Linked DNA regions of Mustela erminea: region 1 is linked to region 2. Evidence: chromatin contacts called from public Hi-C data. All regions are on one chromosome and are shown on one strand. Each heading gives the region's core, a stretch centred on a gene start, on an enhancer-like site or on the middle of the called end of the contact. The rest is flanking DNA. Distances are from core to core; before and after follow the strand shown.

Region 1 (5,773 bases), core at 566-3,065, 82 kb before region 2:
CAGCGGAGACATATCCATCATCCACACTGCTGTTTTACTCTGTGTGGTGTTCCTTTCAAGCAGCACGGACAGCTGACCAACAGCTGGGGAAAGGTTAAGTAAATAGAGTATACCCATTTATTGGATTATTAGTTTGGCCATCAACATGACTTTTATAATAAATGCTTACTGGCACTGAAAAATACAATATAAGGCTATAAAGGGTTATGTAAAAAAAAAAAGTAGGATACACACATCTTTCTATCCCTAATTTCAACTACAAAGGGAGAAAGATGGCATATCAGTCTGGGAACAGTGGTTCTCTCTGGGTAATAAGCCATCTTATTTCACTTTCATTGTTTATGCTTTTTGCATTTTCTAAAATTAAAAAATACATATATTTTTTAAAGGTTTTTTTTTTTTTAAATTTATTTGACAGAGAGAGATCACAAGTGGGCAGAGAGGCAGGCAGAGAGAGAGAGAAGGGGAAGCAGACTCCTTGTTGAGCAGAGACCCTGATAACGGGGCTCAATCCCAAGACCCTGGGATCATGACCTGAGCTGAAGACAGAGGCTTTAACCCACTGAGCCACCCAGGTGCTCCTAAAATAAAATATATTTTTATCATATTTTGAATAAAAGGATAAATAACATGTTATAGCCCTCAAGAAGGAATGCACATTAAACCACGTTCTGAGGAAACAACCGATAAACACAAAAACCAAAGCAGAGCAAGGCAACTCAAAACTCAGAGAAGCTTATGTCCTCATCCTAAGTCACCCAAAAGCAACCAAGAGGATTTCCTTTATTCCATAGGTGCAGACATGACTTTAGAGATAGCCAGGGGAGGAAATTCAGCAGCCTGCTCCAGGAAATGGCTGGTTTGGTGGGGAAGATCCCTGGCTTGGGCCCTGGAGGTTCTGGGTGCTGTGTCTCTGAAAGTGTGCAGTTTACTTTCCCTCTGCTTTGGCTCATTCATCAGTAACACATGAGAACTAAATCAACCTCAGTGAGCCACTCAGGGTGTTGTCAGAATAAAATGAATCAGTAAATGTGTCAATAGCCCCAAGGTCAAGGCATTGCAGCAATGTAGCCCACGGTCATCAGTGGTCTCTACCACTGTCTTCTCCCACCTTGGCGGCAGCCCAGGGTCAACAGTGGAGAGACAAAATGACCCAGACAGGATACTTACTCTCTCTCTCTCTCTTTTTACCCCTACATAAATACAAGGTGTCTAAATTAACATTTGGTTAGCTTGTTTCTTTTTAACCAGAGACATGCCAATTTAGATTAAAAATCCATATACTTAACGTGATTCATATCCTTGCCAGAGAGGATGAATCTATAAACAGGAACTGTAATGATCAGCCAAACTCTTCTAAAGCATCACTTATCATTCCCATTTGGAACTTATATATCCCAATCGCCTGGCCAGCAATTGTATATTTAAGCCATCTGGCCTTATAAGAGCTGGTGGGTATTTTCACTTGTTTCATGAATGAGGAAACCAAAGCTAAGGAATTTTATGAACTCCCCAGCCCCCTAAAAATATTAGAACCTGTTAAGTCCATTTCTGACCCCAATTTCTGTACCTCCCTCCCACAATTTTTTAATACTGATGAAACGCATACATGATGCAAGGTGCCTTTAGCCATTCTGCTTGGGGTGATAAGGAAGACTTATTAAAGGCAAGAGGAATGAAAGTGAGAACCCCTCCCCCGCAAAGTTAGAGTTAACAAAGTTGGTGATTTCTCCAGTTACGACAAGCATATTCCCCCCCAAAATCTTCAGAGTTTCCTAAGACACTGAGTAGGATTGAATGCTTATGGGGAAAGTACATGATCTTTTGATAAGACTCAAATTTTGAAACAGGAAGAATTCTTGGTATTTAATGCTTGGGCAAGACAGTGTGTAACGGCTACAAGATTTCATGATTAAGTTTTATAATATGCAATTGCAGTGGTTACCACTGACATTGATGTGTGCCTCAGATTTTTTCAATCTCCATTTTACTGACTAAGAGGAGAGGAGAGCATAATTCTCAGCTCTGTTGGTCTGATTCTATGGAACTTTTTTTTCCCCTCCTAAGCTGGGAGTTAATGTGGAGGACAAAAAGGAGAAAATACGAGAAAACTGAAAGCGAAGTCACTTTCCTGAGTATTCCCAGAGTCTCCTGCTGCAGAGGAAACTTCTTTTCATATCTGTGAGTCATCACATATTTTTCTGGGTATCACAACTCATTCACTTCCCTTTTTGGGCAATGATTTAATTTTTCCCCATAGCACTTTAAACCTGGAGGCAAGAAAGTTCTGTGGGCTGTCCTACTGAATTATAGAAAATTAGAATCTGGTTTGAGGAAAATAACTTCATATGTGCATGGCAATGAAGAAAATGTAATAGTTTCAGTTTTTCAGAGGGCAAAATAAATAATTTTCCTTATTTCTTGCAAGCCAGAAAAAAAAAAAATACAGCGATCTCCTTTGCTATTATAATCAGGTATCTGGGGAGTAGGGGAGAAACCTAAGACTGTCCTCTCTTTGAATAAAAGTGAATTCTGTGGATACATTAGTATCTAAAGTTGCAAATGCCTCTTTTTCTTAGAAAACCTTATGAAGGTTGCCAGAGGTTTCCCCTTTTTTGGATACTGTGTAATGATAACACAGGTACAAATTCCAGTTAGTGTCTAATTCTACAACAAACATAACCCTATGCTAGGGTTGGTTATAATGAATGACCTTCAACTGAAGCTCTGTTATTATTAATTTTTCATGGGCAACTCCATCCTGTTGGGTATACGATTGTTACAAAAAAAGATTAGGACCAGCGTCTATCCACATAACCTCCCTGCCCCCTGTGCCCTTTCTTTCTCATTTGAAAGGAAGGCTTCCCCAGATGGTACAAACTGTTTGGCCAGGGGGAACAAAAGGTCTCAGGAATGGCTGATGTGGAAGAATTCATGATAGCAGTCCCCAGGCTCCTACTCTGTTTCCTCCTTTCCTTCTTATCGCCTAACCTTTCCTTTATCAACCTTGCAGAATGATCAACCTTCAGTATGACTCCTTTTGGAGTATGGTTCTGTATTCATAAATAAGAGAACTGCACTTATCTGGGAAGAACTAGAAGACATTCTTCCTGCTTTGAAAGTAATTATAATTATTAAAAAAAAAAACCAGTTGTAATTTTAACAGTCAGGGATTCTTCTGGACTAAAGGTACTTATGGCCCATATGTGAGAACTGAATAGAAAGAAAATCTAAATACCATCAGTTTCTGTTATTTGAGGCAGTTATATCCTATAAATGGCTGTGAATGCTGAATTAGCCAAGGCTGAACCACTGCTCCTAACAGAAATATAGGGGTGGGTTCCTGCAAGGCTCTGGTCCTAGCATTTTTGTCAATTGATCCATATGTAACTTTAATTCATGCGTGTTTCTGTTTAAAGATACTTATTTAATATGTATTGTCGATTCATTTACATTGTACTCAGGGCCCATAATACTATAAGTTATGCCTGAATGAAACTTACATAACACAGTGTTTTCCTTTTTTTTTTTTTTTTTTAAAGATTTTATTTATTTATTTGATAGAGAACAGAAGCAGGGGGAGTGGGAAAGGGAGAAGCAGGCTCCCCAATGAGCAGGGAGCCCAATGCAGGGCTCAATCTCCAGACCCTGGAATCAACCTGAGCTGAATGCAGATGCTTAACAACTGAGCCACCTAGGTGCCCCTACTTTTTTCTTTTTTTAAAGATTTATTTATTTTAGAGAGAGGGTGGGGGATGGTGGGAGGACGGGCAGAGGGAGAGAGAGGGAGACACTCAAGCAGATTGTGTGCTCAGTGGGAAGCCTGACGCAGGGCTCCATCCCACAACCCTCAGATCAGACTTGAGCTGAAATCAAGAGTTGAAACCAAGAGTTGGTCCCTCAACCCACTGTGCCACCCAGGTGCCCCCAGTGTATACTCTTATGTAAGTTAGATAATGAAAGTTATCTTACTTCTTATTTTCTCTATAAGACATATCATAGCCTTCCTGTGCTTTGGAACACTGGGAAGCACGTTAGCACTTTTGCCATTTTTAAAGAACAGAATCACCCACAAAAAACCCACAAGAGGACATTGTGAACAAGACACTTGTTTACACTGTGAGATCTGAAACAGCTGAGCGTTGCCTTGCTCAGTGCGAACTGGGAATTCGTGTGTCAGGTGACTCCGATTTTTTGCCGCTCTATGCGTGTCTGCAAATCACCATGAAAATGTTCCAAGTATTGATTTTTGGGTTACAAATATGTTTCATCAAGTAGGTGAATTCTCAAATATGGCATCTGTGAATAATAGTGATTGAGTGTAGAAATTCTACCCCTGATCCATTAGCAGATCAGGCTTTATCCCCCTTTCTCCTTACCACTGATATAGCCTCAATTAGAGTGATCTTTCATGGTAAACAGTGAGAATTTTTTTTTTTTTTTTGCAGATAGCCATTCTAATTGGAGTGCAGCTGTGCATTAAGTTTTTGCTTATTTGCTTTTATTTTCTTAAAGTAAATCATCATTAGGAGCTTTGATTTTCAAAAATTGATGAGCGTCACTATGAGTGGTGGAAAATATAAAGTAACCATTCCATAAAATCTCCTCCAATTCTCTGTTTTAGAAAGAAAACCAAGTGTTGAGACTGAGTTATCCCTCAAAAGATACCGAAGTTAATTTTTATAATTCAGGTGAAACTACCATTAATGCATCACAACTGACTCTCGTTCAGAAAAGTAAGGATGAGAATTCTGCAGGAAAATGCTGAACAATTACTAAGTACTCTGGAAACGGCAAAATCCTGAACTGAAAGTGTAAAAAATGACGCATCTGTCCTCTTAAGCCCCTTGGTGCTAAGCTGCATTTCAAGGGCTTCTTCACACAGCAGGTAAGATTAGAAGTTCAAACCCATTTTTGTAAAAAGTTGTTGCCTTCTCTAAACTGTGGAGAAAAATGTTGACACAATCCACCCAACAGGGAGGTGTAATAAATAGGAAAAAGAAAAAAAACAGGTGGGAAAATTCACACTTGGTAGAAACAGTTTTCAGAATTGTGCCTGGGTTTTCAAAACTGAAGCCAAAGCATGTCTTAATACGTGATAATAATGTCCCATGGAACAGAATCTGAATAAGGTACAGGGGGGACTGACTGGTGCCTAAGTGCAGGGCAACATTAAAGTATGATTCTGGCAGAGTCCCCGTTTGCATCTGGGGCCTGACCCTGGGAAAGCACATGCCTTCATTCTTCTGTGGGTTCGCTGGTGAGAGCTTCATGGAAATGCCTGGGAACCCTTCTGCCGGCAGTCACCCAGAACCCATTGCCACTACCGTTTGCCCCCAGCCTGTGGAAGAGGCCTGGATGGACATGACAGTTAAGTTTTGGAAGGCCTAAGCATGAAGTGACGGTATCGTGTTAACAATGAACAGAGAATGTTAGATCTTGTAAACAGCCCCGTGCAATGTTGGTGGCCGTCCCTACTGGCTTAGAGAATCATGGCGTGGGTGCTGGGGCTCCTGGGTAGCTTGGTTTCAGGTCAGGTCCTGATCTCAGGGTCTTGAGATGGAGCCCCGTGCTGGGGAGTCTGCTTGGGATTCTCTCTCTTCCTCTCCCTTTGCTCCCCCCAACCTCTAGCTTCTTTCTCTCTCTCAAATAAATAAGTAAATTCTTTAAAAAAAAAAAAAAAGGTACATACGAAAAAAAAGAAAGGAAGGGCATCTGGGTGGCCCAGTGGGTTGAAGCCTCTGCCCTTCTGCTCAGGTCATGATCCCAGAGT
Region 2 (6,030 bases), core at 1,352-3,851:
CACCAGAGTGGTATTGAACTAAGTGCTCATAAAGTTCATGGACATATACACTGACCTAGACAGACCAGGCAGATTCAGACATGCATACACACATGCTCATCATACACCCCATAGATCAGAGGGTCTATCTCTCCAACCAGAACAAGTTCAAGGCTGTTTCCCCCTCCATATATTTCTATCTTATACACAATCAATTTTACACACACGCGCACACACACACGCCCATGCACATCTACATATGCATAAAGCATGAATAGTCATATCTTTCAATTCTCATATTTTCAATTCTCATATTTCCAAAGATGAAAACATTCCCAAATTGTGTACCCAAGTCTCTAGGACGTTGAATAAGCTCTTATTCACATCCAATAAAAATTACAAGAAAATATTATATTACATTATATTGAGTCCACACATAATATAAACTACATGCATGTAACTGCCCTCAGAAAAGCCAGCTGCTTTGACCCCTTATCATTATGACAGAGAGAGGAAAAATATCCCAGACTGGTCACAGATGAAGTGTCAGGTTTAACCTTGAATCCTGTGTTGTCAGTTCCTGTCACAACTTCATCATTGAACACCAACCGACCAGCCTGGTGGTCCCTTTCAGGGTCTAGTCTAGGATTCTCCCCGGCTTCCTGCACTGGGACAGACAGCAGCTCGCCCTGGTCCTAATGAAGTCCTTTGGACACACCTTGCAGGTAATATAGAGAGGTCCAAGAAGCTCATGAGGGATGTGGATACAAGTGCTAATAGAAAGTAATTACTTTACAAAGTTTAATATCCGTGCTGTCAATGCCTTTCAGTAACTGCAAAGCACTGAAGCCCCGGCTACAGAACCTAGCTGGTCACTTAAGTTCTCTGACCGCTGAACACCCACCCCGAAGACGATGGTCGCTGGCTCAGGCTACGGCTCAGACACCTCCGCCGGGTCGCCGCACCGTCTCCGGCGCGGGTAAATTTTCCAGAAACCGGTCCTCAAGCCATGTAGGAACTGTTGTCCGTACACGACTGGGCACGGAGGCCGCCCCCAGCGCGCGTGTCACCGCCGCAGAGGGCCAGGGGACGCGTCCCTAGGCCCCCCTAATGATGGCAATTATAACATGCCAAGTTGGTGAGAACGCGGAGCCGCGTCCCGGACCGAGTTGCGACGCTCTGAAACAAGTTCGGGAGTGGGGACACCGGCAAGGAGGAAATTCCGCCTGGCCCTGACCTCTCCACAGCGGCCACGCTCGGACGGACGCACCGACGCCAGCCAAGACCCGTCCAGTGCCCCCCGGCTTGCCGAACAGCGCCAAGAGGAGCCTCTCGCCTTGCGCGCGGCCACTCACCCTCCTCGCTGAGTCCGGATCCCAAACCGACGCCCCTGCTGCGGGTCCTGAATCCCAAGTTGCCCCGAACCAGCTACTGCTCTCGTTCTAGAGAACCCTGCACATCGGTTCGGGCGGGCACCTCCGAGAGAGCACGACAAGCCCGGCGGGCGCCCCGGCTCAGCGGCCGCCCGGAACGCGTTGACAATTCATGGACCTGCTCAGCGAATGAGGCAGACCGCGGAGCTGAGGCTACCGGGCTCCGGAGGGAGGCGGGGTCGCGCGGCGGGCGAGGCGGAGCCAGCCCCTGGGTCTGCCCTGCCGGGGCGGGGCGCCTTTAATCTGTGACTGGCGGAGCCTGCAGCCAATCGCGATGACTTCAGGAATCCGGGCGGCCGCTGGCTGGGCCGAGCGCTCGGCTCCTCCCCGCCGCCGCCATCCAATCCGTCGCTGCCGAGGCCTGGCGCGGAGACGCGCCGGCGGCAGAGAAGTTGGCTGCGGTGGGCAGCCTGGGCTGCGGGCTGGCGCTGTGGGGGCAGCTGCGCGGGGATTCGGGCGTGTTGGGAGGGAAGTGGCGGCCCCAAGAGACCCTGGCTGAGAGAGGCTTGGGGCCACCCAGACCCCTAGGGGTCGCGGCGTATCGGCGAGCTGTGGAGGGAAAAGCCCAGCCGCAGCGCGAACAGACTCCGGGTCGACAACGCCCACACCTGGCGTCCGCGGGAGGCGCCGAACTTGGCCCTGAGGGAGCCCCAGCACTCGGAAGAAACCGAGACCCAAAGAGGGTGAGTCCCGGGCCGCATCACCCAGTCACAGTCGGAGGCCCGGGCCTGAAACTGGAGCTCCGGGCTGTCTGGAAGAGGTTCTGGTTGCGGTTTGGTGGTTCTCTCCGAAATGAAACTCGGACTCCGCGGACCTCCTGGAAAGTTCTTACACGTCCCCTCCTCAGCCCTGCTTTCTTACCGCCCGCAACTGGGAACCTGACCAAGCGCCTAGGCTCCCTTCCCAACCCATAGCGTCTGAGCCACTTGGCAGAACCGGGGCGGGAGGGCGAAAGGGAGGCTCGGGTGCTAGATGGCAGCGGAGCCCCCCAGGCGGTACCTGGGGTCGGTCTGCCCCGTGGGGAGGCAACCGCAGCGCGGCTCCTCCTGCTGCTCTCTCCTGGGTCCGCTGGAGGGCTCGGAACGCTCCTTCTCGCCGACAGGAACGCCTCGGAGAGAGCCACGTGGGTCCCACGGTGTACGCTCACGGCCCGTGCCCCTTCCGAAGTCCTTGCATCGAGCTCAGGGACCTCCCTAGCGGCGGGCACTGGAGGAGCCTGAGCTCCCTAGGCCAGTCGCCGCTGAAGAATGCCCTGTGGGCTCTTGCTGGCAGCGCCACTGCGGCTCCTTTTGTGGGCGGATAGGTTCTTTAGCCTGTTTTTTACGCCCGGACCTTGGCCACAGCATACACACATACGGAGCTGTGGGTATAACAAGCCAAAAAGCAAAGGGTTGGTTGTTGCTTTTAGGTTGAGGCCTAGAATGTTATGAGGCTCCAGACAGTAGCTTTGGGTGCATAGCGGCCTCTGTTGTATCTGGAACTGCACCTTCCGTAAGTAGGCACTCAAACCATGTTAGTTCAGCAAGGCAGGAAAAGGGTCAGGCTTTCTGATGCCCCAACACATTCCTCACTGAGCGTTGGCTCCCTTAGATTCAGAAGTCCTGAAGGTTTCAGTTTCTCATGGGTGAGGGACTCCGGACTTCTACAGGTGTTATTTCAGTGGCAGCTTGGCCCTCCTAGGGACATAATAAGGACCTCTTTAGCCCTCACAAACAATTTCTGATTAGAGTCCCTGGCAAGAAGGAAGGCAAAAGGACTCTAGCTGAAAAGGAGTGAAATGGCCCCTCCAGGAGGGAAGGCTACAGCTCAGAGGTGAGCTTGGGCCTAGTTTGAGTTTCAAGTGGTGGCTCCTCAGCTTCCGGTCTCAGTGGGGAAAGGTCCATAAGGCAGGCTGTCAGGCAAGAAAATAAGGGTCTGGACAGTCCTTAGTAGGCCCTGAAAATTGACTTGTGATGCACAAATTGCATGTATTTAAACCCCTCCTCATTTAGTGGATCAAAAGAGGTACAGACAAGGGAGCCCATTCCATTCAGTTTAAACAGTTGCTTACCATGCTGCTTTGTGTCTTGAGAGAATGGCATTTGTCCACAAGAAATTAGCTGTAGACCACCTGAATGGAATACACACCAGGTCTCTGCCTAGGTTGGGATGGGAGGATGATGGGAAAAATGTCTTTCCTTGGATCCTTTTTTCCCCGCACTCCCGGATAGTTTGCCAACAGTGTTTATCATATTAACACCCTGTGAAGGTTTTTCACAGATGCTAGTGATTATTTTAAAAATCACCTTGGTAATAGGAGCCAAACATCAGCTGTTGACTGTACTTGCTATAGTATTTATGTTAGATGATGAAAAAAGGAAATAGGAAATTTCTTTTTATGAAATAAGTTAGAACTAGATGAGAAACTTCTGTTTCCTGATTTCCAAGGTTTTCCGTCTGTTTGTTTCATACAGATGTGATTGTCCATGGGTTCTTAGACAAGTAACTGGTCTCATTTTCTTTTATAGAATGGATGACATGTAAGAGCACGTCTAGACTCATTCACATTTTCATTACCGTCTAATGTTTAATTGGTATTTGACAAAAGTTTATCACTCTGGCACAGATTTATTCCTTTGGCTGTCATTCTCCCAATGATCTCTTGAATTTCAGCCATCTCCATATTTTACAAGAGAAAAGGAGATCTATTACTTATGTAAGAACTCATTATACTCCTGTCTGTATGAAACAAACAGAAAACCATGGAAATCTGGACATAGAAGTCACCTCTTTAGTACTAACCTGTTTCCCTGAAGAAAATTTCTTTCCCTCAAAGGGATGAGGAAGTTTGTGGAATGGCTTGGGAATGAAAAGATTGGCATGAGACCGTGGAAGCAGGGCTGGTGGTGTGTGTGGTGGTGGTGTGGGTGGTGAGCAAATTTGCCTTCAGGCACTGTCACCCATCTCTGACACTGAAACAATATTTTGGAATCTTCTAAATTTCAAAAGGGTGTGACTGATAGGAGCTATGGATTCTAATCTGAGTTCCAAGTGCTGCTGGCAATCACTTAACCTCCATTTACTCTTGCTTCCTTGCCATAAAACCACAGTAGCAGAATTGGGCTACTCTGTTTAGCTGCTTAAGGGGGACGCGGTGACAGTGGTTACAAAGCACTGTAAATGCATGACATTTATAACAGTAGTCACTGTTGAAAAGAACAAAATGATGTTGATATAGGAAAACAGTATAGACAGAACAATTCCTCTCTACACTTGGAATTTCTACTCATTTTAATCTCATTGGATTATGGTCCTTTCTTTAAATGGAAGTGAGGAAAAAGGGCCCTCACAATCCTTGTTCTTTGATTACCAAATGTTTCTGGAAGCTTTGCATAAGTTAATGCTGTTTTTTTCCTCTTTTTCCATTTCCACTACCTCTCTCAACATGTATTCACTTTGAAAATTATTCAGAATTTGAACAGGCTGAGCTAAAGCACCTTAGCAAAGAAATGCAATCAGAAGCAGCAGATTCTAATACCAGCTATGCTGTAGGTTCATTCTAAGACTATGGGCAAGCCATTAACCTTCCCATACTGGAGTTTCCCAACTATGAAACTGCAGCAATACTTCTGATTAATCTCACAGAGAGGAGAGATAACTCATGATAAGGCTTTTTGAAATATTAATTGCCATGTAGAGGACAAAATATCACGTAGGCGATTTTGCAAACTCAAGTATGGTGTTAGTTTGTATACCACAACTAGGAGATGTTTTGTAACAGGGATTGCTCTGGCACAACGTCTGTAGCCAGGGTGCTACCACCCACAAAACAGTGATGTCTCGTGCATTTAAGTGACAGTGCAGGTGCCCCCTGTGAGTGTTACTGCCACAGGTCCAACCACGTAAAAATGTGGTCACAGAAATGCATGAGAAAGGGAAGCCTCCATTCTACAAAAACATGGGATTTCCTCAGATGTGCCCTGGAAGAAAAACTACACTGAACTTAAAAATGTCACTGTGAGTACAAGTCTGTTGAAAGACTAACATGGTCTTGGGAAAATGGCCTGATAGATAAAACTACACACATTGGTCAAAAGGTCACTAGAAGAGATTTAAAAATACTCTTAATTTTAAAACTTCGTAACAGAATAAATAACACTGAGGAATTTGGAAAGGGAGGGTCATATATTCAAGGGAGGAAAAATAGACTCCCAACCCTTAGAACAGTAGAGTGTTCTAAGAAATAGGACAAAGAATATGGGCTCTAGAAACACGAAAGACTGAAAGTTGGATTTTCTTTCCATTCCTTCCTAAGTTTGAGACCGTGGATAAGGTGCTGAGCTTCTCTGAGCCAAATGGAGTGGGGATGAAGAGTGTTGAGTTTTCCTCATTGGTTTTCTATGAATCTCACCTGAGAAGCTTTCTGTAACTCTTAGCACAGGGTTGGGCTCATAGTGGGCCATCTGCCAATGACAGTTCCTAATGTTTACTGAATACTCACCATGTGTCCTTCACTGTTCCATGTCTTTTCATCAAATTGCTCACTTGATGCTAACAATCACCCTCTTACGTTGCTACTGTCTCTTCTTCCTCAGAGTTGCTATCTTCTTGGAAGTACCTTTCTGGGATTTGGATCGTG

Evidence for each region. Hi-C and Micro-C count contacts between places; a contact is called where the count stands out from the background.
Region 1: a contact with region 2 is called in a Hi-C map of fibroblasts, with 1.9 times the contacts expected there. The contact joins the enhancer-like site here to the promoter of MARCHF3 in region 2. A contact is called at or near these places in 2 of 3 Hi-C or Micro-C datasets (fibroblasts and spleen).

What each region holds. Positions count from the first base shown.
Region 1 is chr3:98,869,758-98,875,530 of mMusErm1.Pri, reverse strand. All of the region lies in intron 1 of MARCHF3 (E3 ubiquitin-protein ligase MARCH3), which reads right to left. Among named protein-coding and RNA genes, the nearest start is that of MARCHF3, 80 kb to the right of the region's middle. Within about 2 kb of position 1,815, the one cell type or tissue checked has open chromatin away from gene starts, as enhancers often do. A contact at or near this core is called in fibroblasts, where this site is marked.
Region 2 is chr3:98,788,762-98,794,791 of mMusErm1.Pri, reverse strand. MARCHF3 (E3 ubiquitin-protein ligase MARCH3) reads right to left here and starts at 2,601. Exons shown (of 5, transcript XM_032336855.1): 1 at 2,412-2,601.